Regions from separate parts of the Arachis hypogaea genome. Here region 1 is linked to region 2. A link is a contact called in public Hi-C data. All regions are on one chromosome and are shown on one strand. Each heading gives the region's core, a stretch centred on a gene start, on an enhancer-like site or on the middle of the called end of the contact. The rest is flanking DNA. Distances are from core to core; before and after follow the strand shown.

Region 1 (2,865 bases), core at 104-2,603, 170 kb before region 2:
CCTTTATTTTAATGACCCTAATCATGATTGTAGTGAGGAAACTGGTGTTTGGTGCTTGTACTGGCTGTAGCAGGAAGGAAGATTCTCCACAAAGATCTTTAGTCCTCCAGTAAGCTTGGCTATGCCAATTATTGCTTATGCTACGCCTTTTACTCATAATTTATTACATGGAATTTACATATAACTTCTAACACAATGACAGTAACTATGCTTTGTGTTGACCTGGGCCCATGTAGGTGGGCACACTTGCAGTTAGGATGAGGACAACCGCATATCTCATCCAATCTGAACCAAATCAGGTTCGAGGACTCGTGGAAGCAAAAGCAGAGCTCCTATGGCGTGACATCACGGCCAACAAAGAGTAGGATCCCACAACTATCCACATGCCATAAGCTCCTATAGTACCGAACTCTCTTTTGTAAATTCTAGATACGTATCTAACGGTGGAAGCAGCCCCTCTGTTTGTGGCAACCTGCCTTAAAGAACTTGTTTTTCCCGTAGTATTATAACTATATGAAACTGTGTACCTACTACGTAGTAGGGTAATCTTAGTTGTATATTAAAAAGCAAAGATGTGTCTTTTTGGTGGTGTATTAGAAACTGATGTTACTTACTGGGCTTACAACCTGCAGGGTGCAACTATGATAGGGCCATGCATGCTTTGGCCGGATGACCCACTTGTAGTTGTCTTCTTCAGTGTGGCCGAAAAGCTCCACAACCTTTATATATATTAATGCATGCTAGTTATTATTAGTAAATATATTGTCATGCTAGTTTTAATATGATTTATTAATCCTATTAAGTAAAGTAAATTAAACAAAAAATTAATCATACATAATAATAATAGTAAAAAATTATAGCATACTAAAAATATACAATATAAAAAATATCATAAAAAACTTTTTGATTTATTTCGATCACTATGACCAATATAAATATTTATTTTTTATATTATTCTTAGTACTCACTAAATTTTATATTCTTTTATTTTTTATTAAAAATATATTTTGCCAAAATTTATATATAATTATTATTTTAGTATATAAATAATAATTTTATTATAAAATTAATTAAAAAAATATACTCAAATATCTAAATTAAAATGATCAGCTAATATACAAATATCCAAACACACACTTACACTTCGGTTTAATCTACCCCGCCACTATGACCAAATGGAACTTATGCTAATAGAAAAAATAAATATATACAAAATTTACCTACCAAATTTGGGCCTGCATCTAAGTCACAACCATTTTTTTTAGTGAGATTATTCGTAACTTATGCCACAACCATTTTTTTAGTGATATTATTCGTAATTTATGCTGACTATGCGTGTGGTGGACGTCCACCGATTCTGGCCCGTTACTAACAAATGCGGCTGATGAGGTTCATGGCCCATTCGAAACTTGTTAATACTAGCCAATTCTGTGATTTATTTTTTTATTCAAAGTTATTTTCAAAATTGTAATGTAAGATGACAATTTCGGTTGACTTCGATTTATACTTTTATTATTTACATTTCATAGTTATCGAAGATTGACTATACACTTAAATAAAACTAAAGTTTCCATCTCAATCAAAAAATAGAAACATGCAGTAAATATTTATTTCATAATGAAAATATGTTTTTTTAGAAATAAGAAAAACATCTCCATGAAAAGAACAACACCTACATAACACGGTTCTTTCATAATTGGATTCAATTTCGAAAGTGTAAAAAACTGATAAACATGATAGATTAAACACTGTATACCGGGGCATAAATACTTGATACTTCGGCAATCCATTACACGTTCAGTATCTTCACATGAATGAGCTTTGCTGGCCTATTTAACCAATAATGGTCCAGAATGACTAATAGTACCACCCTAAGCCACACTTACCAAGTCCTAGAAAGGCCAATCTTTCTCTCAACTACATCACACATGCATGTAAGGCATGAAATTACTTTGGGGAACACCCATCCGCAGTTGCTCGAAAGTCGGAAGTGTTCGCCGCTGATGGACGATAGCAATCCCACACCCCAATATTCTTGATCGAAAGGCTACGCGCAGGAGAAAATTCAGTCTGCAAATCGAATAAAGCATTACATCAGCTCAACAAGTGTTATGTCACTAATCTAAAGTGACCTTACTACTTACACGCGCCACAGACTATGACACCATTCGCGGCACCTCATCTTGGCTGTTCGGCACCGACATGTTCGCCTGATTTTGGCACTGAGTTCGACGATGTCCGACTATCCCACACGTGCTACACTTTCTACGCTTCGTTCCCCTCGCCCCAACCTGTACATTTCCACGCCCAGTGCCCTTAGTACAAACCCCAATCGGATCTAGTACTCTACCATTGTCGCCACCACCACCAATGCCGACACTATTCCCCAAATCATTCATACTTTCAAGACTAATTGCTTCCTGAACTATCTGCTCTGAATACAACTTGAATAAGTCATCGTTGTTATACACAAGCTGAGCTAAACACTCGCGGTGCTGCAGAAACGTTCCCATCCGCATCCTATACAAGGCAGCAATATCGACTATTTTCTCCCCAGCAATATCATCATACAAACCGAACTTGGCCGACTTAGTCCACCTCCCCAAGACCAAGGTGTCTGGAAGAGAACCCACATCTAACCAAACCAAAACTGAGAGTATGTGCACACAAGGTAGCCCAAACGATTCCATTCTTTGGCAACTGCACGTATATTTATCCAAAGCCAACACATGCATAACATTCCACTTTCTTCCCGGTTGCATATACTTTTGGGTCACATAAATAGTACCACCCTCGCGCGGCTGGCTCTCCACAACGGTTATCCGAACATACCTTTGCAAGGATTCACGGAACCTTGAAAATATT
Region 2 (3,079 bases), core at 568-3,067:
CCAACATCTATAATCGTTCGAGTCAATCAAATAATACATAAGGCAGATACAATCACTAATTACACCATATCTCACATCAGTATCCATATGTAATAATTCCAATAATAAACTGTAGTTTTCGGAAAGCGCCCCTACCTCAAAACGCAATTCCATAACCCAAACGCGTCATAGAGTCCTCCCCGCCTCAACCCGAAATCGACAATCAAAGTCCCGGCTCCGTGTGTTTTTCTCAATAGTAGGAACAGCCTCAACGCCACAAGTAAACTCGGGTTCTAACTCTGAAACTAAGAAAGAACGGCTGAACCGAACCGCAGCGCCTTCTGAACCGGTTGGGCGGTGGCCCCGGCAGCCACCTCCAGCGGCTGCGGCGACCCGACTCCGGCAACGGTGACTGAAACCAACATGCCACAACAATAAAACTCCAGAATCTCACAAGAAACGAAAGCCAAATTCGAAACTCTTACCGGCATTGGATCTCAACGGCGGCAGGGGCGTTTTCCGGCGACGGCAGCGGGGTCTCAAGTGGCAAAAACGGCCAGAAGCTCCGGTGTGGTTCCGACAGCCACAACCACTTCTCCGGTAATCATTCACGACAGGCGACGACCACTGCAGCAGCTGGCTGGACGGCGGCAGCTTCTGACGGCAACGGAAGCTCCGGCGGCGCCAAGACCTTTCTCAGCAGCCCGAAGCAGCAGACACGGAGGGGGTTTATCTCGCTTCTCTTTGCAGCTGGCAAGGACGACTACCCAGCTCCGGCGACGGCCCGCTCGCGGTAGCAGCGGCGGTATGCAGGTGCGACGGCGGCGCGCAAGGTAGCTCCCCTCTCTCTTTACCGTGAGCTCCCTCCTTGCGCGACGCCTCCCTCTTTGGTCTCTCGCTCCCCTCTGGTCGCGACATGAACGGCGGCAGCAAGGAGGGTTCAACAGACCCGAGCAGCGCGGCGGCAGCGAGCTAGGCGGCTCCTTCCTCCCCTGCACGCGCGCTCTCCCTTCTTGGTCTGTATCTTTCTTCTCCTCTGGCTTCGCGCTCGCCGGCAGCGCCGCTGGGGATCACAGAAACAGCGGCGGCGGTGAGTAAGTAAGCGCGGGGCGGCAGCGACGGCTGGGTAGTGGTCACGGCGCAGCCCTTCCCTCTCTGCCAGATCTCCCTTCTCAAGCTCCCTCCCCCATGATTTTCTGTTTCTGTTTCCTTCGTTGGGTTGCAGGTTTGCTGAAGGGAAGAAGAAAGGGTGGCGGCTGCTATGCTTGGAAATTAGGGTTTCATCATTTTGAAAACTATGGTTTGTGTTAGGCTAGGGGTAGTTTAGTAATTTCAAATAAAAGTAGGGGATAATATAGTAATTGAAACTCAATTAAATTCAACACTAATTATATATAGAAAATATTATTTGTTCATCACTTTCACAAATTATTTTCAATAAAATGTCCAAATCAAATAATTAGAAATAGTATAATTAATTTCTCTATTTTCCAAAATAGTTGTATTAATATTTAAAAAATTAATTATTTAATCCAAATCATATAGAAATCCTTATTATTTTACAACTACCAACTTTATAATATAATTATAGAAAATAATCCAATAATTATAAAATTGGATAATAAATCATAACTTGTCTCAAATTCAATAAATCACAACTTGCCTTAATTATCTTTAATAAAATGATTTCCGAAATTAAGGCTATAAATAACTATATGATTTGAGACTTGATCATAATAAGACTTTTCAAAAGTTTTGGATCTTACACTTCTGATTCCATTGTTATTGTTACTGATACTGTGATGATGAAGAAGAAAAAGAATAAGCAAAACTAAGTATTTTGGTGAAGTAAGTTTGTTGGAGGAGAGTATTTTGATCCGAAGTACTATTTTAAAACTAAGTTGAACCTTATGAACGATTTTATATTAAAAAAAAGGTTGAGGACAAAAAAATTTTTGAACCATATTTTAGAGATCAAAATCGTACTTAACCTCTTTTCTCTTTTTTAAATAAAAATCTATTTCAAGTTCAACAAAAGATACTTAGAAGTTCCATCACTCGGAAGTTCCTCATTTGATTCATGACAAATAAATAGATATAGAGTAGACTGTAGACACACATGGCTTTAAAACGTTTCTCTTTCTCTTATTGACTCTGTTTCGCTCCCACAAATAATAACACATAATCATAGCTACTCTTCTTGTCTTCTTCTTCGTCCCTTTCTCAAAACCAACGGGAAATTAAATTAAGGTGGCCAGCAATAATTAATTACACACCATATCATGATGAAGGTGGAGTTTGTTATGCCAACAAGCTCCAAAAACTTCAAAGCCTTCTTCATCATTGTGTTCCTTGCCTTCAATTGCTTCCAACAGTTTGGATCCTTCGCTCAACTCATACCACAAGATGAAGGTACAATTCATCTTCTCTGTTTTTTTTTTTTTTTTGGGTTTCAGTAACTTCTATAACTTCCGTGGTGCTCTTTTTTTTTTAAAGGAAGAAAAAACTGCCATAAAAAATAACACTAACGCTCTTTTCTGGCAGAAAAGAAAAAATGTATGAGAACTTTGTGTTAACGATCTGTGTGTGAAAATAAGAAAGAATGAAAAGATTTGCATTATAACCGTTTCGAATTGTATGAATTAATTAAATAGACCACATATATATATATAATCAATCATTTTCGTAGAGATTGAGTTTGGAGTTTGAAGTGATTGTCCTTGTTTTTGGCATTGCTTTTGATTACCTTGTTCTGTTTTTGCCGAATAAAGTTTGTGTTCTTTGCTCTCTGCTTATACCTCCAGAATTTATTTATTTATTTATCTATCATCAACTTCAATTGCTATTTCTTTTATTATTTTGCTGTTTGGTTTTTTTATGTCAGTTACCAGATCCAAAACTTGAACTGATCATGGTCAATCTTCCTATGTTTCTATTACTTGGCACATGAATTTATATTGTTTTTTCTTATTGGAGCTTCTGCACATCTAGTTTTCTCAAAAATTTTTCCTTTTCTTTTCTTTTCTTTTCGTTTTCATGGTGACATGTTTTACTTATCTGCTAGCAATAATGGCGAATTGTTTATCATACACTTCCTTAT

Evidence for each region. A called contact is a pair of places that touch in the nucleus more often than the background predicts.
Region 1: a Hi-C map of leaf shows a contact between it and region 2, with 2.6 times the contacts expected there. The contact joins the enhancer-like site here to the promoter of LOC112771062 in region 2. A contact is called at or near these places in 3 of 8 Hi-C or Micro-C datasets (leaf and an unstated tissue).

What each region holds. Positions count from the first base shown.
Region 1 is chr18:33,148,714-33,151,578 of arahy.Tifrunner.gnm2.J5K5, reverse strand. No RefSeq gene overlaps it. Among protein-coding and RNA genes, the nearest start is that of LOC112773243, 11 kb to the left of the region's middle. Within about 2 kb of position 1,353, at least 2 of the 3 cell types and tissues checked have open chromatin away from gene starts, as enhancers often do.
Region 2 is chr18:32,983,675-32,986,753 of arahy.Tifrunner.gnm2.J5K5, reverse strand. LOC112771062 (probable LRR receptor-like serine/threonine-protein kinase At1g53430) reads left to right here and starts at 1,817. Exons shown (of 24, transcript XM_025815647.3): 1 at 1,817-2,391. The coding sequence starts at 2,262.